Regions from separate parts of the Ovis aries genome. Here region 2 is linked to region 1. Evidence: chromatin contacts called from public Hi-C data. All regions are on one chromosome and are shown on one strand. The core of a region is the stretch at or near the end of the contact, and the rest is flanking DNA. Distances in the headings are between cores, read along the strand shown.

Region 1 (5,334 bases), core at 1,243-3,742:
TTACAGCACAGTTTATAGCTTCAGTGTTTCTGAATTATAAGAAAGTTCTGTCTCCCTTTCTTAAACGTAACTTCATTTTAAGGTAAATCCATCAGGATGAGTGGAAGGCTCTGGTGAGACAGAAACTAGTGCCAGAGGGTGATTAAACCTTTGGTCTTTGGCATTTGAGAGACGTGGCCTGGATGCCAGGCCTGATGCGTCCTACTGAGCCACCTAGAAAAAGCAGCTTCATCTAGTGGTGCCTCAGTAGTCCTCACCTGTGAAATGGGGATAAAGTCTGCCATGTGAAGTACACTGGGAAATATATATGAAGTCACACACAGACACACATATATAACATATTCCCTCCCCAGTTCGTAGTTAAGACATAACAAATGGTAGATACTATCGCTTTCATCATCACCCAGTTTGACGAGGGGAATATTTCAAGTTGGGAAGGAAAGTTGTTAAAAAAAAAAAAGCCTAGCTTACCACAAGCCACAACTACTGAAGCCTGTGTATCTGAGAGTCTGTGCTCTGTAACAAGAGAAGCCGCCGTAGTGAGGAACTGTGGCACCACAACTAGAAAAAAGCCTTTGCGGTGGTGAAGACCCAGCACAGCCAAAGATAAAAAAATAAAATAATACATAGATGCAATTTTTTAAAACTTAGAGAAAAAAAATAGCTCATGGTGGCATAAGGTTAAAAACTAAGAAGGAAGTTACATAGGAAAGCTACGTTCTTTCTCCACAGCAATTAAAATATAAAAGTAAACAACCTGACTCCATCACCTCCCCCGCCCTCTGGGCACACAGGTCAGCTGGGAACCTGTGCCATGGGATTGGTGAGCTGGGAGAACTTAGAGGCTTTGGGCCTGCCGTGGCTACAATGGCTGTTTTCAAAGAGTTGTTTTTTGTTTTTGTTTTGAATTTTAAAAAATGGTATGTATTATGGCACCAAATGTCTAAATAACTTAACTGTAATTAAAGGGGCAAAGGGATATTTGAGAACGTTCCCCTTTCCATTCTAAGTCAGAGCAATTTTCTCAACAATACCGTCTACTGTGGCGTGAGAGAACTTTCTAGATCTGAGCGGAGCATTCCGAGGAGGGTGGACGTGTAATTTGAAGTCCACCCTATACTCACAGACCACAGAATTGCAGTGCTCTACAAAACGCTAGATACATGTGACTAAGCCCAAAATATTTCAGCAATAAGAAAGCTGAGGTCCAGTGTGGCTCAGCAAATTGTCCAAAAGCACACAGAACAGATCTTTTCTTTTAGCTAGGTTTCAACACTTTTGTTAAGCAGAGTGAAAATTTTTGTCCTTCTATAAATATCCTTGGTTTACAGCTGATTCCTTGCATGGCAGTTCTCCTAGCAGCCTTATTTGAACATAACTGGGCTGTTCGGCATAGTCCTCGCATGACAAAGTGGTCAAGTCTCGCTAGTAGTCGAGAATGCATTATCAAGCCTTTATTTAGCGCTACAGTCGGGGCAATCCAACTATTAGTCATCCTGACATGTGCTTTGAACACAACACACCCAAGAGTCCTGGCAAAAACTGCATCTGCTTCCTTCACCCTCCCACACCACACTCCTTTCGAATGGCTGATATTTTTACCGCAGTTCTAGAAAGAAAATTACTTAACATTCCTAATCTGGGGACGCACTTCAGCTTCTCCTCCCCAATTATCAAATTAAGAGGCAGCTTGTGTAAACCCTGCTCACGAGGCCAAATGTAGAACCGCTACAGACGCAGGGGGCCCTTCCTGCAACAACTAGAGAACTTCCCTAAACTAAGAACGAGCTTAAGCTCAATCTCTCGGAAATTTCCAGCATCCCACTGCCCCCTCTAGCAGGCACACACCAGTTCCACCCTGTCCCCACTAAGGAGCTTAACATGATCTGAACACAAACTCGTTTGCCACTCATCACACAGCAGGATTATGATCTCATGCTGGGAAATGTTTCTAGAAAACCAAAAGCTACCCTATTTTCAAAAAAAAAAAAATTTGCGTTGAATGAATCCCATCTGCCTAAAGGGAAAACAACAACAACAAAAAAATTGGTCTATCAGGTAAATAATCTTTCACCTCCTGCCCTATTTTGCTGGTCTGACCAGAGAAGGTGATGGTAGGGCAGGAGAGGTAAGGGAGGGTGTCCTGAAGGCCAGAGGGATGGCTCTGGGGCCTGCTGTCCCCACTGTGTCCTTTCCACCCTCTTGGGTGACAACCCAGCCAGGTGTTCAGGCCAGGTTGGGGGTGGCCCCCATCTCTGGAACAGGTGCCGAGGAGCATCTGACCTTGAACAGGTCCCCAGGAACATCGGAAGTGAACAGGAGGTGCTTGTTCCACGTTCCTCGTTCCTCGGAAGCCTCTGCAGTTTATTCCCAGGCTGGAGTGACAAGTGAAAGCACAGCCAGAGTTTCCTCCTGAGCCCCAAAGCCTGGTGGCCAGGCCCTGGAGAACCCAGTGCGCATCAGGGGACCAACCCCAGGCTCCTATTTCCACCTTTGCTGCCAGGACGGTGAGTGGGAGGGAGACAGGCAAGTGGCTGCTGGGGTTGCATAAGGAAGATTTCCCAAGGAGGAGCCCCGTGATTAATCTGGCAGGAATTTGTTTCAACACTCCCTCCCTCCACACCACCCCGCCACACACAAAACAGCCAGACTCAAGATGCTGATAAGAATTCTTTTATGTTATTCCAATAAAAAATACATTCATACAGAAATATAACAATCTTGCAAAAAACAATTTCAAATAAAATCTTGTAAAACAAAATTTTACAAAAATCTTACAAAGATTTTTTTTCAGATAACAGGGTGCTTCAAAATAAAAAGAAAGAAATTTCACTAATAGAAATTTTTTTTTAATGTCAAGCAAAAAGTTTCTGCTTGATTGAGGCTCAGTTATCACCTGAACAGAATTGTAATTCTTTATGTACTTGCTTATTATGAAAATTACAGGCATTGACATACATGGCACCCAGCCCCACCCAATCAAACCACTCCACGGTGTTTCATAAGTGAGACAAGCCAGTGCAAGTTTTTTATTTTTTGTCTTTTGTTTACCTTCTTGCTTAATGGAACTGTTATGGCTAAGCACACAGCAGGGCCAAAAAAGGAGTTTTTTTTTTTTTCCTCCAAAATCCAGCAAATCAAGTGTCTGGATTTGGAACTGCCAAAAGAAAAAAGTGCATTTTCCCCCTCAGCAAAATAATTTCTTTAGGTAAGTGTATCCATCAGCCCAGATTAAAAAAACAAAACAAACAAACCAGTTATATGAGCTTTTACCATTGCTCATTTTCAGGAAGATCAAACAAAATACCAGCCCAGCCAGACTTATGTGCATATATATATATATATATATAAATATATATAAAGAGAAGATCCACACCCTTGACCAGCAGCTGCATGGAGGATCAGCTGTCCATGCTGTGGTATGCCAATTCGGGGAAATTACTTGTTGGAAAAACTGGAAGAATCTATGTGCTGGAAAAAAAATAGCTTCATCTGCATAAAAAATGCTCTCAAAAAGAATCTCTGTGATTAGCTTACTTTTAGGTTAGATCTTCAATAAGGCTGACATTTGAAATCAAAACCTTAGTGTGTCTGAGACCAAACAACCAGCGGGCTAGTATTCCGTTCATGGCAGTTCTGAATGGCCAAGGGACCCTATCCCAGACCCACCAATTACGATGAGTGACTTGGCAGTCTGGAAGAGATCTGATGCCAAGGGCCTGTGGCAAATAGTTAAATGAAAGATAAAGCCTTTATAAAAGTTATAGTTTTCATTTTTACCTCCTTTATGGCCATTTTGAAATAGGTCTTTACAGGCTGTGGAATTTTCTAGCTATACATTCTAATTTCTCCTTAAAAAAATATTTATATATTATTCATATATATGTATATATATATATACACACACACACATACACATACTATACACACAAATGTACATACACAAGAATTTCGCCCACTTTTAAAAAAGTAATATACCTTCTGTGTTACCAACAGATAGCTAGATAGATACGCGAGAAACTTGTGCCTTTTAAGCAAATACATTGTTTTTTAATACTTCTGTATCTTTAATACGTGTGAAAATGTTACATATTAAACACAGCCGGTGTATGATCTGTACAAGTGTTGTGCAAAGTCTATATTGAAGTCTCACCCTCACGGTGGCAGAAATGGTCTGATTTTCCAATTATCATGTGTTTCCCACTTGAACACTGACAGTCAAGTTGTCTAAGCTATTGAATAAATACTGACTTGTTTGGGGAGTTTTCATCTATTTGACTTTGTGAAGTAGGACCTTAAAGAGATTTTTTTTTTCTGTATTAAATATTGATACAGTACAAAGCCAGGTGAAAAAAGAGCCTTAATAAAGCATGCATCACCCATTCCCCTGTATGAGACCCCCACAGGAGGGGCCACTTGCGTAAGGCACCATTATTAAGATCTACAGTGCATTAACAGCTAGAAAACCAGAAATGAGTCCTCAAGGCATAAATAAGAGAAATTTAGCTGCATGAGAAAACAGTTTCTAAGCTTTAGTGGTTTCATCCACCCAACTGAGAAAAATTTTAGGTTCTGAGTCTAGTGGGACATTAGACCAGCAATTCCCAGCCTTGGTGTCCCGGACACCCAACTTGTGCCCAATGTCTCCTAAGGGCAACTTGAAATTCTCCAAAAAGGTAATACGAATTCGGAACCACTGACAAAATAGTCCTACACTGCACAACGCCTCTCTAGAAGGGGAGTGTTACGAATAAATCCAAGGGGCGGGAGGTGGGGTTGGAGGGGAAAGCATCACGTATTGCCAGGCCCAGATGGCTAGGGGGTCACCTGATTCGACCAATCGTTATCTTAGCTGCTCAGTGAACTTGGAATCAAAACGGTAGTCCTGATTTAAAAATGGAAAAGCAGATAATTCCCCAGACCATGCATTACTTTTGTCTTAGAAGGAAAAGTTATCCACGTGTTATGTTTGTAGGTACACAGCGTATACAACAGGTAACAAATGAACTCTGTCGCAGCAAGCAGCGCCAGCTACTCACTTCACACAGCTGAACCGAACACCGAACGCTCCCGTCACACACCGGGGGGGAAGGGGCTCTCCCCACCAACACCCACTCGTCACTCGGGGTCCTGACTGCCCACGCCTGCCCTCCACATCTTCCCTTCTTCTTGACCTTTTTTTCTCTCCTCTAAGGCGCAGACACCCCCTCAGGAAATGACGGATGGTCATCTCGTCTCACGGAACACGCCTCACACACAGAACATTCAAACTCTTTTTTTTTTTTCTGTCTCTTGCAGTCTCGCCAGGGAAAGGACGTGCCTCGTCACCCAGTC
Region 2 (5,334 bases), core at 1,108-3,607, 410 kb before region 1:
CTGGCCTCTGGAGAGCCTCAGGCCAGCACAGCTGGGTAAGACGATCGGCCTTTCAACAGCAGGACGCAGAATACCGCGCTCATCATACGATGGTTTTTATTTATCTGGCATTTCAGGGGCCTATTCACGAGGAGACACTGGGTGTGTTTTCAGCGAAGACAGCTACGTAGGACACTGAAATAGACGCGGGCACTGAGCAATGTTCTGTTAGAGGTTTGCCTACTTGCCAGTTACAAAAATAATTTTGACGAGTTTAAAATGGGCCTTATTCCCAGAATCCCAGCTTTTTCTATTTGCAGCAGTTAATACTTGACCTGGATTCCCAATGAGGGTTAATATTCACAACTTCATTATTTGGCAAAATGCTATTAGGCTGACATTGCATGTTCACAGGACAAGAGAGTTTGATGAGGTGGCTCCTTTCTGGATGAGGAAGTGCGTTCTTATTTTCTGATTAGAACGTGGAAAATTCTAAATGTCTCTCATTCAAAGACCACTTCCTCCCTGAGATTTTATGTCACTGGGATTTTACTGTCAAGGTGTGGCTGCAGCCTGACACTGGATTTGTTCTCAAAACCATTTCTTATGTGGCCACTTGGTGCAGCCTGGTTAAGAAATTTAAACACTACTCACTGAGCGAGGCTCTGGAGGGAAATGTCTCATTTTAATGAGCCCCTCGGGAGGTGAGAGCCGCACGCTGCCTAACAGGGATTTTGTGTTACGCTTCGTGCTAAAAATAGCACACAGCACACTGGCTACCATCAATGTTAATGCAATCACAGTGATCACCGTGTGATCCTTTAAAAATGGCAAAGCTTCATTAGGAGAAAGCAAAACTCAAATTTCCTTTAAACATTCCCTTCTGTGCACACAGGAGCGAGAATAACCCTGCTGACTGGGAGTCGGAGCTCCTCTGGCTGGCTTGGGCCGTGGCTTCTTCTGCTTCTTCCTTGTTACCTCCAGCAGTTCCATTTACTAAGCACAGGCTGGGAGAGAAAGGGGCTGGTCTTCACTAGCCTGGAGAAAGTGAAAGTGAAAGTTGCTCAGTCGTGTCCGACTCTTTGTGATCCCATGGAATTCTCCAGGCCAGAATACTGGAGTGGGTAGCCTTTCCCGTCTCCAAGGGATCTTCCCAACCCAAGGATCAAACCCAGGACTCCCGCATTGCAGGCAGATTCTTTACTAGCTGAGCCACAAGGGAAGCCCAAGAACACTGGAGTGGGTAGCCTATCCTTCTCCAGCGGATCTTCCTGACCCACAAATTGAATCGGGGTCTCTTGTATTGCAGGCAGATTCTTTACCAACTGAGCTATCAGGGAAGCCCTAGCCTGGAGAAGCACGACCAATTAGTGGATAGTATGGGTGACAAGGAGTGTCTCATTTGCATAAAAGCAGAGACTTTTCAAGGGGCTCGCTGTGAAGCGTTGCCATTCCATCCATGGGGAGCGACATGCCAAGCCCCCATGGGCCATGATGAATGAGAAGCAAACTCATCAGATTGCACTCAAATAGTGAAGGAACGGAACGCACCAGGCTACAGCCCAAGGTCTGAGGTGGTCAGGGGGCCATCATTTACTCAAGCAGAGCAGATTTTTTCCTGTGGCAGTGCTTCCACGTGTTAGTGACCCTTCATACTGCTGAAACAGAGCAGGACTCTACGGCGTTTGCCTGCCCACCTCTCTGTGACCTCACCCTGCCTTTGTCTGTGGACAAACTTTAGCCAAAGAATACGTTTAATCAGAGAAGTGACAAGATGCAGAAAGAAAGGAAAACAGTCAAAGCAGACCGAATAATAATTAAGCACAGTAAAGGACCTTTAGTTTCTACTCAAGGGCTACAGATAATAGTCTGAGCCACATTCTGTGAGCCGTCTTATAGACACTGAAACCCCCACCAGGCAGAAGGAGTTAACTACACAACGACCGGACTGTAGTCACAATATGAGCTGCCACAGTTCCAAGAATTTGCCTCAAAGAAATGGAAACTGGAACTGAAGACTGACTGTACCTAGAACAATCACGATGACACTGGTCAGACCGCTGATGACCAGCTTCAAGTTGACTGTCTGAGCAGACTGTGCTGTTTCTGCGTGGAGCTCCCTCCCTCTGTCTTTAAAAGCTCTTGCTCATTGACTGTCGGTGGGGTGGGTAGAGGGTGTCAGCCTTTGGACAGGCAGGTTGTCGGCATTCAAAACAGAGTGAACTTTCCATTCCACCAACCTGGCCTCTTACTGGCCTTTGAGTGGCGAGCAGCCGCTTTGGGTGACACCACTAACGATTTTGCAGCATAAGAAGAGATACAGAGCCTTCCTGGCATGTGAATTATCCCGTAAATCAGACGATTCCCTGTCACGGCTCTCTGTTGCCACGTCGCCCAGAAGTTCCACAGATGACCGGAAGAGGCAGAAGTGCTGCTGGCACTTGTGGGCGAATCAGGGCCCGCTGCGGCACCCTTTGCAATGTTTCCGAGAAGGCTTCTTGGCTTTCTTGCAGGCGCAACTGTTTGCGAGCATCCGGGGACAGGCTGCAGGAGGGAAGGGAGAAAGAAAGCACAAGCTAGAAAGGACCACTTTGGGCAAAAGTGAACACTTGGTAAGAGGCCAAAATTAGTCAGAGGGCTTACTCTCCTATGCCTGGCATCTCCTGCTTGACTGCTCATGACTTTCGTAAAAGGGTTGAGAGCCTGTATCCTTCCATTGTTTTAATATTGTAACAGAAGAATGCCATTTGCACTTCTCTTCTCTTCACATTAACATCTTAAGTATTAGACAATAGGATGAAAGGGAATGAAAGACTTTTGAATTATTAATGGATGCTCTTAGCTTAATGTGTATATGATATCTGAAGAATAGTTACAAGGATAATATTTGCCTGTAATAAATTCCCACTTGAAAGAATTATTGTTAAAACAGGCATGATATACCTCAAATGATATTATTGTAAAAAACTGTTATAAAATAAAACATTCCTTAAGCCTCAACTCTGTTACATCTTGATCACCCAACCCACCCTCCTTTTTCCCTCCTGTCTTGCACAAGGAAGAAAAATCCCAGGGATGGAGAAGAATCTGATCGTTACTGCAAGTTAAATTAAAGCTATCTAAAGCTAATAAAAGCTTTTCTTTGATATAGAGCTTCTATAAAGTCTTTTGCTTCTAGTTGGCTTTGGGGGGTGATCTCAGTGTGGTAAGATTCTTTGGTGCTTCACTGATTAAATCTCTTTTGTCAGGGTCCTTCAACCTAAACAAAATTTTGCCTCACACCGTCCTGCAGTGTCTGTGTTTATCTGCGGTGTTTCTCGGGCACACCTGCGTTATCTCCCTCCTTTTGCAGACACCTGAAAGCTCTTCATTTTTCTTAATGCATAAAGAAGATGCAACTCTCCACAGATAAGTACACAAAGAAATACCTTCTTTTGCATCCTTCACGCTCCTATTTTTAAGAATGTATTTTCTCGGTTCTCTTTGGAATTGGCCTTTTACTAAAACATTTAGAACACTTTTGCATCAACTCTTCCATGAAAACACTTGGTTTTACAGCAGGCCTTTCATTTCCAATGAATACAAAGGACATAACTTCCCTAGTGAATAAATTACATGGGTGAGTCAATGATTGCTGCAAAATCTGTCACATTGCTTCACTTGCTGTATGAATTCTTTAAGGGCTTCCCTAGTGGCTCAAAGGTAAAGAATCTGCCTGCCAGTCGTGGAGATGCAGGTTCAGTCCCTGGGTTGGGAAGATGCCCTGGAGAAGGAAATGGCAACCCACTCCAGTATTCTTGCCTGGTAAATCCCATTGACAGAGGAGCCTGGCAGGCTATAGTCCATGAAGTCGCCAAAGACTTAGACATGGCTTAGCAACTAAACAACAACTACGGTGAACCTCTAAACACAAAACTATACCAGGGATGACAGTATTAATAATATGTACAGTGTCCTATCCCTGTGTAGTGCCTGATCTTTGCAGTTCTCCTTTTTTCGCTCTTACTTCAGTTTGGTATTACAGCCAGTTAACATGGTTTAGGGCTTTGTTGATCCTGATTCACAGGAGAAGGAAGTGAAGTCCAAGGAGAAGCTACCCAAGGTCACAGCCTGAGGCCACAGTGGGGCCAGGCTGGACAGTGGCTGGCGGGGCATCCTCACTTTGTCTTCTTAGAGTGATGCTGAAAACTCAGCCTCTTTGCAGCGTGCTGAATCAAAGCTTGGAGACAGAGGTGGGTGAAGTAGAAAAGAAGAGCTTTAATGCTTTGCCAGGCAAAGGGGGGCACGGCGAGTTCCTGCCCCCCAAAACTATGCGTCCCCACCTGGGAGGATATGATGAGAAGTTTTACAGCCAGGGTTCGAGTGGAGGGGGTGGCTGACAAGATCAGGGGGTGTGCAGGGCCTGCGCTCCTCTCATCTGGTCTCGGGTCACCTTCTTCATGAGCTTCTCTAGCTCTTTTAATCTTGCCTTGGGTGGTTTCTTCCACTCCAGTACTCTTGCCTGGAAAATCCCATGGACGGGGGAGCCTGGTAGGCTGCAGTCCATGGGGTCGCTAAGAGTCAGACACCACTGAAGTGACTTAGCAGCAGCAGCAGCACGTGGTTTCTTGGCTCTTGTTGTTGTTCAGTTGTGAAGTCATGTCCAACTCTTTGTTTCCTGTTCTTCATTATGTCCCAGAGCTTGCTCACACTCACATCCATTGAGTCAGTGATGCCATCCAACTATCTCATCCTCAGTCTCCCCCTTCTCTTCTTGCCCTCGATCTTTCTCCGCATCACGGTCTTTTCCAATGAGTTGGCTCTTTGCATCAGATGGCGAGAGTATTGGAGCTTCAGCAATGAATTTTCAGGGTTGATGTTTCTTGAACCCCATGAACAGTATGAAAAAGCAGTGGTTTCTAGACTGCTCCTCTTTTGATTAGCAACTGTTGAAATCAGCCTTTTGGAACTCGGGGAAGGTCACAGAGGCTGGAGTATGTGCCGTAGGAACAAGAAATTGGGGGCAGAAATGCTTCCATGTCCGGGAGCCCCACAGGATCCTGCTTGGTTCCAAGGAGACAATTTTGTTTTTTTCTTTCCCAATCCTTATGCTTGTTAGTCTTACACCTTCCTTGGCAGGTGGACACCTCTGAGATACTGGGGAGATGAGTGGAGAGCATTGTTCCTGTCTGGCTCCTGATCTGGAAGGGGCAGATTTAAACATTTAACAGGTAGGATTTTGTTCTGTCTTTGTTCTGTCTCACTTTGTTTTGTTCTGCCTCCCATCAGGTTTTGGACATTCCCTTTTCCTCCAGGAACGTGAGTTGATTCCGTGTGTCGGGTGGGGTTTGTCTCAGATTTACTCTTCTGAGACAG

The links. Hi-C and Micro-C count contacts between places; a contact is called where the count stands out from the background.
Region 2: a Hi-C map of omental adipose tissue shows a contact between it and region 1, with 2.8 times the contacts expected there. The contact joins two enhancer-like sites. A contact is called at or near these places in 3 of 16 Hi-C or Micro-C datasets (omental adipose tissue, skin fibroblasts and tail adipose tissue).

The regions. Positions count from the first base shown.
Region 1 is chr13:44,188,434-44,193,767 of ARS-UI_Ramb_v3.0, reverse strand. KLF6 (KLF transcription factor 6) reads right to left here. Exons shown (of 4, transcript XM_012188639.4): 4 at 2,658-5,334. Among named protein-coding and RNA genes, the nearest start is that of KLF6, 8.7 kb to the right of the region's middle. Within about 2 kb of position 2,492, at least 28 of the 54 cell types and tissues checked have an H3K27ac peak or open chromatin away from gene starts, as enhancers often do.
Region 2 is chr13:44,599,979-44,605,312 of ARS-UI_Ramb_v3.0, reverse strand. No RefSeq gene overlaps it. Among named protein-coding and RNA genes, the nearest start is that of PITRM1, 70 kb to the left of the region's middle. Within about 2 kb of position 2,357, at least 1 of the 54 cell types and tissues checked has an H3K27ac peak or open chromatin away from gene starts, as enhancers often do.